Regions from separate parts of the Mus musculus genome. Here regions 1, 3 and 4 are each linked to region 2. A link is a contact called in public ChIA-PET, HiCAR-type and promoter capture Hi-C data. All regions are on one chromosome and are shown on one strand. The core of a region is the stretch at or near the end of the contact, and the rest is flanking DNA. Distances in the headings are between cores, read along the strand shown.

Region 1 (2,700 bases), core at 15-2,514, 610 kb after region 2:
CTAGGTATCCCCAGGATTGTGAGTTTAAGATTTATAAATTTGTCAATGCTGACTGAATAAGTAGAGCATATTTGAGTGTCAGGAACAGTAATTATTCTTCCATTACCATGGGAAAAAAATCCGAGCTAAGATTTCGGTCTGATCAAAATGTATCTGAGATTAGCAGCATCATTTTTAAAATTTTCTTTATCATGTTTTGTCTGCATGTGCGCATGTGCACCGCGGGAGGGCCTGGCACCCACAGAAGTCAAAAGAGAGAGATGGGTCCCCGGCACATGAAACTTTGGATGGTTGTGAGTCACCACCATGTGGGGATGGGATTCGAACCCAGGTCTTTTCACGTGCGAAAAGCGCTCTTCTCCATTGAGCCAACACCCCCAGAATGTGTTGGCATACTTTAATAATATAAACGACAGTCTTTAGGCTTAGGCCTGGGCCAATCTCGAATCTCGAGTTATTTGGGGAATCCATGCCAAAAAAACAAAACAAACAAACAAACAAAAAACCGTTCAGGTTCATATAGGGTTAGATCTCCCGAAAAAGAAAAAAGTACTCTTTTTACACGGGTTTCATATCACAGGTGAAGCGATACTGAAATGTTGAGATTATGGGGAAATTAAACGGGGTTCTGATCGATAACTTTCCATCAGAGCGATTAACCTGTGGTAGCGTCAATAATTCCCCACATCCTATTCACAAACACACGTAAACGGACCTCCTTTGGCCTCTGGTTCTGGGAATGCTTAGACATCAGAACGACAAGAGGCCACCACATTATCCGAGACTTAACTTGACCTGGTTTCAACTGTTGTAAAGCCCCACTTGAGTGCTTTTCACTAGCACTCACGTAGTCTTGCTACCCCAGCTTCCTTTAAAAACCCGCAAGTGGACGGACATTCTGTAATAAAGAACAGTCCCATAAAAGGGGGGCCGTGCCAGAGGTGTTCCCCAAGTGCTGGATCTATGGGAGGATGACCTCCAGAACCCGATCTCGTTCTTTCAGCTGAAGGACAGACTAAACCTTCTTTAGCTAAAGAAACCAAGTCCGTTCGCCAGGGCACTTAGCTTCCCCTTGTCCCGAAGCAAAGACATTGGGGTCGCTCAATCGTTCCCACTTCGAACTTGAGCAGTGGACACAAACACACGCTTACCTGGTTGCTAGGAAACAGTACCGCCATCCCCTCCAATCAGTAAACACGTCTTTGGTGGCCAATCACAGAAGCCGAGACAACGCGGCGTGAGGTGAAAGGTCAGGCCGCTTTTGTCGGCCATTTCTCTTAGCGCGGGTCGCTTGGTTGTAGCGGCAGCCGCTCCGGTCACGAGGGGCGGGCAGCGGCGGAGTCGGCGGCTAGCGGGGTGCAGCGCTCGCCGGTGGTCGCGATGGTAAGGACGATGAGCGCCGCGGGGGCTGGAGGACGGGCGGCCTCGCGGGGCCCGCCGCCCCCTGCGCCTCCCATTCATCCCCACGAGGCGCCGCGCGGCTGGCCGCTCGCTCCTGCTCCCGACGTCGGAGGCCTTGGCGGCGCGCGCGCGGAAGCCCTTCCCCTCCCCGAGATCCCCAGCCACCTTTCCGCGTGTTGTTTGTCCCGGAGCCTGAGGTGTAGCCTAGTTTGGGCTCACAGGGTAGGGGTAAACCGAAGCGAGTTTTCCATTTCTACCTAGCACGCTCCGCAGTGCGCCATTTATTCCTTGCTGTTGACAATTTTAGCAGATTGTCCTCTGGCGCAGAAAACCCCGGCTACCCTTCCACTCATTTAATACTGATCTTAGGCGCCAGGAAGATGGGGTGGTAAGGTAGACTCTGCGTTTTCTTAGGAGTGGGAGGTAGGCAGCCGTCAAATAATAACAACAAAATAAGCAATTACAAGTAGCGGTGATTGTTAAGCAGGGAGCTGATAGGATGCTCTGAGAGGTGCACTGCCTAGTTATAACGCAGTGGAGGAGCGCTCTTCTCCAGAAGGTGTCAAATAACCAGACATCCAGGTCACAGAGCAGGTGGAAGAGTATTTCTTGCGCGAGTTCCAAGTAGAAAGTAGGTTTGACCAGTTGGAATTGACAAGAATTGACCGCTGCTTGCAAGAATGATGGTTTTAAAATACAGCCTGGGACCTTAACGCCTCCTAGGAAATATGAGGCTCTGTCAAGTGCAGTTAGAGACCATTGGAGCATTCTTTTAAGTCACAATAGTACATGACTTGATAAGTGGTTTGTGGATGATAAATTATAGGCAGCGTAAATTGGCTACTCATTTAGACCCTGTGCTCTCCAAGATTCTTTGGGATGGTGTGTGAGTGGAATGGAGTATGGGGGTGGTTATGAATTTAAAGGGAATAATACTTCTTGATTTAGCATTAAGAGGCCCTCTCACTGACGATATTGAGCTTTTTTTTTTTTTTTAATGTCTGCAGAGACCACCCTGTACCTTTATTTTGATTCCTTTAGAGCTTGGATAATGTAGGTATTTGGGGCTTTTGTCCATTCGGCAGTGCTCAAAATGGAACTAGTGACCTAAGTATCCTAGGGCAGTGCCCTGTCATTGTGTTACACACTTGCCCCACTCCCATCTGTCATTCGACATTTAATTGCATAATTCATATTTTCGTTTCTGTCAGTGGACTATGAAGTTGGCTAAATGGGTACTTAAATTTCTCTCAGACACCCTCCAGCAAATTATAAAGTGATGGTGGATCGGAGTTTACC
Region 2 (2,700 bases), core at 10-2,509:
ACACACACACACACACACACACACACACACACACAAAATCTATAAATACTGGGCTGGAGAGATGGCTCAGCGGTTAAGAGCACCGACTGCTCTTCCAGAGGTCCTGAGTTCAAACCCCAGCAACCACATGGTGGCTCACAACCATTTGTAACAAGATCTGACACCCTCTTCAGGGGTGTCTGAAGACAGCTACAGTGTACTTACATATAATAATAAAATAAATCTTAAAAAAATAAAAGAAAAAGAAAATACTGCACTCACCAAAAAATTGCTTGTTGTCTTCGTAGTATTTATTTCCATATTTGTCTTCTCCCACCAGTGTACCAATCCTTATATCATTTGCCCTTTAAGAAGTACACAGAGGAAAAAAAAGGCATCTCAGAATGATTCACACTGTTCAAGACAAACCCAGAAACAGACCGTACCACCGACTGTTTCTGCATCGACACAAGAACGAGATGCTACGGGGGATGCTCGCTGCTTGTACACCTCTAGCCTTCAGCCGAAGGCTCTTGCCACTCAACGCTCACGAATTAACTTTCTGGCAAAGAGCTCTGGAGTCTCCTGTGTTGTCCCAGCAGCATGCAGACAGGTGTGTGTGTGTGGGGGGGGTAATCAACCAAACAACTGATGTGCTTAGATTGCATATAAAACACTACTTTCCAGCTACGGTCCACGTATGTAGATACGTGCACCCTGAGACACTAAGTTAGCAAAACCTTCAGGCAGTCAAAGTACTTCATCATCTTCGTATTACGAGTGTCCCCTGGATTATTCACTGGTCCTCCGGATTTGCTGCGATTTATGGGGCTAATCGGGACTAGCATGATCGCCACCTTCAACTTCTTACTGTACACAGTGCAGAGGAAAACTTGCCCAAGGTCACCGTGAGGGGTAGAGGGGTTGCTATGCTAAGCCTCATTACACCCCAGGACTCGAGCCCGGAGCATCCCGGCTACCCTAGCACCTGCGTCACAGCTCCGCCACTAGGGGCTGAGTAGGGCCCAGAGACGTCTCAGTCCAAGGAACTCAACTCTTGGGACTGAACTTGTCCTTGACCGGATCCCTGGACCTCCAAAGTGATCTAATCTGAGCTCCTTTCCAGGAAAGCAGCCAGCGGAGGTGCGTCCCCAGAGACCCAGGGTCTAGCCCTGGCCTCCTACCTGAAGAAAACCCGTAGGAGGCCCCGCAGGCCGCCGTGGCCGGTGACCTGCTGCACGCCGCGCTTCAGGACCTCCACCAGCTCCATTCTCATCTGCATGGTCCGCCCCTTCCGTGTTCGGGTAAAACCCGCCGGGCGGAAGACGAGATACTCAAGGCGCCACCGTTTGGAGGTTCCTGCTCGTCAACCGGCCGCGGAGGTCGTTCTACGCAGGCGCAGAGCTGGAGGTCGCGCAGGGAGGATTATCTGGGGTTTTACAGTACAGGTTGGTGTCTTCCTAAAGGTGAAATTAATGTTTTCGGAGGCTGTACCCAGAAAGCGACCCTGCGGGGAGAAGTACGCCAAGCAAAGCTTTCCCAGATGGGAGTTTCTCCTGTCGAAATAAGTTTCTTCCTCCAGACAACGATGACGCACATTCCAAAAATTCCTTATAGCACTAGAAGCTAAGAAATGCATTACTGACCCCACAGCGGTATTGTACATTTAATACAGAGTGCGTATGATTTTGAATTCATTAAGCGTCGGTATGCTGGTAGATGAGTGATGAAGAATTGCAAAGAATAAGATTAAGTAAAATACCTGAAGGATTTGTTATTTTATTGTTGCAAGGTGTAAGCACAGACACTAGGTAGACTTCATCACAGAGTTAGTGCTTTACAAAATAATAAAATAAATAAACAATACTGGCAAACCCCTAGCCATAAAAAAGAAAAAGAAAAGAAAAGAAAGAAGAAACTAGGATTAATAAAATTAAAGATTAAAAATAGTTAAGTGTCAAGTCGACAAGGCTGGCCAGATTGCGAACCTCGGGAATACACCTGCCTCCACATCCCTGGAACTGAGTCTACAAAGGTGCCACCATACCCGAATTTTCTACATGGGCTCTGAGCTGTAACTTCTTTTCTCACGCTTGCAAGGTAGGCTAAGATCAAACCCAGGTCCTTGGCAAGAGCAGCTAATATTCTTAATTTCATTTTAAAAATATTTTGCGTTATTTGCATATTGTTTCCAAGCCCTGTGTGTCTTTACATATTCCTCACAATATGTATGTTTTTTGATGACTAGAATGCAGGGGAGTCACAGGAGACTTCTGATAGCAGGATAGAAGGCAAATTGGCCTCCAGCTCTTTCCCTTAGAACACAGCCAGTAGGCAGTAAGGAGCAGAACAGAGAGACTCTGGCCATGCCCAGATTCTGTCCCACTGCAAGTCCCAGCTAACAGCCACTAATACTCAGTGACTACAGAGATTTAAACCCATGATTTCTGCCAGACCCCTGTTCTGACTGAATGGAGATAGGTTGTCCCTGACCACCTCTGTCTGTATTATACATTCATGTGAAAATGCACACTTCTAACTGGTAGGTTTGGGGTGGCTAACCGCAAAACCTTGATGCTTGACATACTGCCAATAGTTTTGAAGCCCCTTCTATATCCTTCCCCGTTTGCACCTTCCTCCTCCCTTCCCAACTATTACCTAGACTTGATGCTCTTGCTTCTTGACTACATTTTATATGTATATGTACATGTAAATGTACTG
Region 3 (2,700 bases), core at 91-2,590, 660 kb after region 2:
GTGTGTGTGTGTGAGTGGGGGTGGGGAACCAGGGAGAGAGAGAGAGAGAGAGAGAGAGAGAGAGAGAGAGAGAGAGAGATCTGAATTAAAAGGCTATCCTGATCTACATAAAGGGCTCCAGAACAGCCAGGGCTACACAGTGAGACTTATCTCAACAAGAGAAAAAAGACCAAGGGGGGGGGAAGCCCTAAAACCACATATGTACAAATAGCATTATACAGACCAAGTGGGCTGTATTTATGTATTTAGGGACACACACACACCATAGAAAAGGTCTTGAATTTGAAAGAGAACAAGGGTGGTTTAAGAGGAAATCAGGAAATGATGTCATTGTAATCTCAAAAAATTTATGTGTGTGTGTATATGTGTATGTGTGTGTGTGTGTGTGTGTGTGTGTGTGTGTGTGTGTGTGTGTATGTATTCTTTACAAATCCTGCCTGCCAGTTCTTTAAACAATCTGGATACTGTCTGTCTACAACCTTGAGTGCAGTGGTGTGTGTGAAAGCCACCACACTCGGGAGGAGGGGGGGAGTGTCAGACACCCGGGTCAAATCTGGTTTTACCTCAACAAGTCTGGATCACTGTTGAGACCTATCCTTCAAGAAGGCGGTCGGGACAAAGCAGACAGAGGCACCAAACTGATACTCTGTGTCTCAGCTTCATCCTTCCCTGCTCCAGGCTCCCTTCATCCTGGGAACCGCTTACTACCAGGCCCAAGCGCCGATCTGGCCAACCGAACACGCGTGGCACCCGCAGCCAGGCTAGGAGGGTCACGCGGACACCGTGAGCCTCTGCCCCGTGCCCCTGTCGCCTGTCAGCGCAAGTTTGCTAGGTTCAAGTTCCAGCTCCCAGGGCACAGTGTGTTTTTGTCTCTGTTTCTGTCACTGTGTCTAACACACACACATACATACATACACACACACACACACACCATGCACACTCACACCACACGCATACACACACCCCACTGTGTCTGCCTCTGTTTCTGTCACTGTAACACACACACACACACACACCACTGACGTCTCTGTGTGAGCCCTTCCCAACAACACTTCACTTGGCCACTGCACCGCATCTACCTCGCCCAACTTGATCACTTCCGGTGGTGGCTAAATTTCAGTTTTGTTTTGTTTTTAATCCAGAAGTTAGGGGTTGGGGAGGGGGTGATATAACCATCACCTCCTTTACTCCAAACCTGGAAAGGAGACCTGAAAAGACTGGCGTCCACAATAAAGTTTATTCCAACTTTATTCCAGGCGCTCTGGTTGGCACTGCTCCTGTCCCGGTCACTGGCTGCTGGCCAGCTCCCGCCCCACGCTGCCCAGCCCCGCCCCGCCCTGCCCGGGAGCCACAGCTCGCAGGCTCTCCTGTCCTCCGCAGCCCGCCAGCGGCTAGAGCGACAATGACGAGCAGCCACCGCCTCCTGCTGGAGAACGCACAGCAAGTGGTGCTGGTGTGTGCCCGCGGCGAGCGCTTCCTGACCGGGTCTGCGCTGCGCAGCCTGGCGGTGCTGGAGGGCGCCAGCGTGGTGGTGGGCACGTGAGTAGCCAGTAGCTGGGGACAGGCGAGATGGGGTTCCGGAGCGAAAGCTCTTTCTCCAACAAAACACCTTCAGGGCATCTTTCATTATGATCATTGATCATTGATCCCATTATAGCTTCTAAAGTACTGGCTGGTGGGTTTGCTTTGTTGTTTCCAGAAGAGTCTGTAGACTCTTTTTTGCTCTAAAATCCCGGATATTGATCCAGGTGTGCAGTCCCAGCACCCAAGAGGCAGAAGGTGAGGTCTGTAGTCTAAGGCCATCCTTGACTGTATGTAGAGTTTGCATGTGAGATCCTGTTTCAAAAAACAATCAAGAACTTAAAAAAAGAAAGAAAGAAAAGAAAGGAAAGAAGGAAGGAAGGAAGGAAGGAAGGAAGGAAGGAAGGAAGGAAGGAAAGGAAGGAAGGAAGGAAGGAAGGAAGGAAGGAAGAAAGAAAGAAAGAAAGAAAGAAAGAAAGAAAGAAAGAAAGAAAGAAAGAAAGAAAGAAAGAAAGAAAGAAAGAAAAGAAAAAGAAAAAAGGACAGGGTTTCTCTGTGTAGCCCTGGCTGTCCTGGACTCTTGTAGACCAGACTGGCCTCGAATTCACTCACAGAGTTCCACTCATCTCTGCTTCCCGAATGCTGGGATCAAAGACATGCCCCTCTTTAAAAAAATACTTTTAAATAAAACTAACATTACATCTTTTTTCCCCCCTCAAAAAGCACCTGTGGTGTGCATTATGTAGTCCAGCATAGTGGCCATGTCTTTAATACCAGCACTCTGGAGGCAGGGGTAGACTATTCAAAGTCAGCTTGCTCTACGTAATTCCAGGGCAGCCAAGTGAGACCATGTCGTAAAACAAACAAACCTACGGCTGACCCGCAAAATCACTCAAGCCCTGCATCAGGGAACTAAGGTTAACACACAGGCGCTTTGCTTTGGGGTTGTTTTCTAAAGTAAATAAAAATGTGTCAACACTCACACCTTTTAAAGAGAAGGAATGAATGTGTATTATTTTGTAGTTTATTCTTTTTCCCACTTAGTAGTAAACAGTAAAGCCTCACTATTCCATGTTAATAGTTTCTAAAGGGCCAAAACTCCTAACACCTTTGGAAGGTGGTTTCTAGCTTCCTTGAGTAATTATGTTACTGGATGTGCACTTTGTTCAAACATGACTC
Region 4 (2,700 bases), core at 107-2,606, 630 kb before region 2:
CTTCCCAGGTGTTCAGCAGTAAAGCAAATCCCCAAAGAGCCTTCTGTCCTCCGAGTTCACTTTCTTGAAGTGACTATGGCATATGGTTGAATTTCATTGAACCTTCAAATCTTTCAGAGTCCAAACTTTCTATGAGCATTGGAGCCCAGGGCTGGGTCTGGAGTTAAGACGGCTCCATCGCTTCTTGGCATGTTACCTGTGGAGTTAACAAAAGATGAATATCATTGGGCTGTTTTGAAGCCCAGATGAGCAGGAGTACACCATTTGCTCGGCACTGAGTAAGAACCCCATAAATATTGGCCATTATTATAAAATATTAAAATGAAAATCAGGGTGTTTCTGTTGAACATGGTCTTTGTTCATCGCTCTGAGGCCCTGGGATGGAGGGAGGTTCTTATCCATCTTTAACTTCACCAGCCGTCCAGATTCCAGCAAAACGGCATAATTGTGTATTTGCAGCTTGCTTCAAAATCTAATTAAACCCTGAATAAGATACACTGCTATGCCACAGGTTTTAACAGGGCTGCTTAAGCTGAGATCCACAAGCAGCACTTTAAATTAGACTGTGCCTAGTTTAATGTTTAATGCAATCTTAAGAGTAGATACGCAACATTTAAAAAAAATTTTTTTAACTGACTTTTCCCACTCCCAAGGCAATGGCCGTTTATTAAGATTAATGAAATCTGCCTCCTTTTCTGTTTACTTGGTATATATCATCTGCTCTGGGGATGTGTCAAGTGGTTATTTCTGGAGAGAGCTGCCTTTGGGCCTCCCTGAGGCTGGGTGGGTGGCCACTGCTGAACACAGGTGCTAGACCCTCTCCCAGGTTCCCAGGTCTTAATCCTCAGCTGACCCTAAGCCAAAAGCCCTAGAATGGCATCCACCAGTCTCTTCTCTAAAAACTCTGTGGCTAATGTGTACAATGCTCAGAGGAAACAGAAAGCAAACACGCACCCTGAGGTTTTGTTTAAAACCAGTAAGCTTGCTTGCTATCTGCGTCCATTCCCCAGCGCCCCAACCCACCCAGCTGCCTGAGTCCCCCGGGTTAGCGTGTTCACTGTGGACACTGTATCATTTTGTTGCTTGTGTGTTTCTGGCTTGGTGTCCATTCACTGGTAAGTCTACTGGTTTGAAATTCACTCCCAGCTCTTCCCTACCAGGAACTCGCAGGAGCTGCTTTTAGGCATGAAAGGGGAGAAGTGTTCAGAAAAATCTGGGCTCCAAGCCCAAGCGGCCCCCTTGAGCAAAGCATTCTGGGTCAAGATTTCTTCTCTGTGCTGATTCAAGAGTGTGTGGAACACTCGGTGGTGAGGGGGGAGAGCGGCACGGTGCCCAAGAGGAAGTGGCAGCCAGCCAGTCCTGGGCGGGACTTTCACTTTCAGTGGAAGAATCCCTCCAGTTATCAAGGGGCTTGGGGGGCCTCCTCTTGCCCTGCTCATTGATGCTAAGCAGGTAGCAACCTTCAGGTGAGCTCCCTTCCCAGACTCCAAGGCCTGGTAGGGACAGATATGACAGTTGACATCTATTAAGCACTGCTGTTGGCTATACATCAGACATCAGGCCAAGAGCTTGGATTATCTTTTCTCATTTAACCCTTAATGGTCTGCAGAGGTAAGTACATTTATGGCTGTTTTGCCTATGGGGGCTCAAGACAGACAGAATAGATGTGATTCTGTAGGTCCGAGGGTAGCGAGGATGGTGCCAGCCTCTGAATGAGCTGATAGTCAGCTCTGGTCTGTCATCTAAAGAGAGAAGACATGTCCCCCAACAGATGAGACATACAATTCCTTGTGTTAGTTGACGACAAAGAAATCTTGTGGCCTGGTGGTTTCCTAGGCTAGTCAGTGTCTCTAGAAAGGTTTTTCAACCTGCCTCTGCTACCGAAATCTAGGTTGAGTAGGTATCTATGTGGCACAGGGTAGGGGACAGGCACCTAAGTTCTTAGGGAGATCCTTAAAAGATGCTGGAGGTGACTCGATAGGGCTAGAACTGAGGGCCCGAGGGGCAGTGTGAAGCCATATGTCACCAGCTCCATTTGGGGAATGCTGGAAAATCCTAACTAGAGAGCCCTTGAGCCAGTGGCTGTTCCTCTGCCCAGCCCTGGGGGTCCTGGCTGGCCTCTGCGTCAACCAATGTGGCCAACCCAGTCCCCACACAAGGGCCCTTGGTGTGTCTCTGCCATGTGTAAGAAAGGCAGAAGTGAGGTTCTTAGGTTTGTGGTCAGGCCCTTTCCCAAGGGGGTGGACGGAAAGCAGATCTCGGTGAGATAATGAACCATGAAATAAAGGAAGTTTCGTATGAGAACGAAATGTCAGGTACTGGTCCCCCTTGCCCCACCTTGGAAACTTCTGAACATCCCCCTCTCTGTCCCGCATCAGGAAGAGGCTACTCGCTACTGTCCCGCATCAGGAAGAGGCTACTCGCTACTTGGGGAGTTGTCAGCAGAGGGGAGAGAAGCAAAGAGAGGCAGGGAGGAAGTGGACCAGGAGAGGTAGAGGGTGGCAGGAGACCAAGGGAGGGACCTGTGCTTGGAGGAAGTACAAAGGCAGAGACAGGGGTGAGCGGAGAGGTTAGGGGAGGCCCCAAAGGGTTGTCGGTAACCCTCCTGTTCACAGGAAATCAGACAGAGAGCCAGAGGGATGCTCCTTTCGAAGCTGAATTAGTTAGCTCTGCAGATGAACTTGGTAACATGGGGGCTCC

Evidence for each region. Promoter capture Hi-C pulls out the DNA fragments that hold promoters and counts their contacts. ChIA-PET counts read pairs in DNA pulled down with a chosen protein or histone mark. HiCAR-type assays count read pairs that join an accessible place to other places.
Region 1: a promoter capture Hi-C map of liver shows a contact between it and region 2, with 4 times the contacts expected there. The contact joins the promoter of Snrpf here to the promoter of Ndufa12 in region 2. A contact is called at or near these places in 4 of 39 promoter capture datasets (the 3T3-L1 cell line, the C10 cell line, liver and 1 more) and 2 of 9 other capture datasets (adipose tissue and pancreatic islet).
Region 3: an RNA polymerase II ChIA-PET map of memory CD8 T cells shows a contact between it and region 2, with 15 read pairs. The contact joins the promoter of Amdhd1 here to the promoter of Ndufa12 in region 2. A contact is called at or near these places in 1 of 39 promoter capture datasets (the C10 cell line) and 1 of 115 datasets of contacts at active chromatin or transcription factors (memory CD8 T cells).
Region 4: a HiCAR-type map of astrocytes shows a contact between it and region 2, with 2.1 times the contacts expected there. The contact joins the enhancer-like site here to the promoter of Ndufa12 in region 2. A contact is called at or near these places in 4 of 39 promoter capture datasets (the HPC-7 cell line, hippocampal neurons, liver and 1 more), 1 of 484 Hi-C or Micro-C datasets (B cells) and 1 of 115 datasets of contacts at active chromatin or transcription factors (astrocytes).

The regions. Positions count from the first base shown.
Region 1 is chr10:93,588,222-93,590,921 of GRCm38.p6, reverse strand. It overlaps Snrpf (small nuclear ribonucleoprotein polypeptide F), which reads left to right and starts at 1,264. Exons shown (of 4, transcript NM_027246.1): 1 at 1,264-1,383. The coding sequence starts at 1,381. It overlaps 4933408J17Rik (RIKEN cDNA 4933408J17 gene), which reads right to left and starts at 1,509. Exons shown (of 4, transcript NR_045810.1): 1 at 1,152-1,509.
Region 2 is chr10:94,197,594-94,200,293 of GRCm38.p6, reverse strand. It overlaps Ndufa12 (NADH:ubiquinone oxidoreductase subunit A12), which reads right to left and starts at 1,259. Exons shown (of 4, transcript NM_025551.4): 1 at 1,164-1,259; 2 at 262-344. The coding sequence starts at 1,249.
Region 3 is chr10:93,538,673-93,541,372 of GRCm38.p6, reverse strand. It overlaps Amdhd1 (amidohydrolase domain containing 1), which reads left to right and starts at 1,340. Exons shown (of 9, transcript NM_027908.1): 1 at 1,340-1,539. The coding sequence starts at 1,403. Ccdc38 (coiled-coil domain containing 38) reads right to left here and starts at 741. Exons shown (of 16, transcript NM_175488.6): 1 at 564-741.
Region 4 is chr10:94,828,202-94,830,901 of GRCm38.p6, reverse strand. The region is part of intron 20 of Plxnc1 (plexin C1); the gene reads left to right. Among named protein-coding and RNA genes, the nearest start is that of Plxnc1, 120 kb to the left of the region's middle. Within about 2 kb of position 1,356, at least 232 of the 459 cell types and tissues checked have an H3K27ac peak or open chromatin away from gene starts, as enhancers often do. A contact at or near this core is called in B cells, the HPC-7 cell line, astrocytes and 2 more, where this site is marked.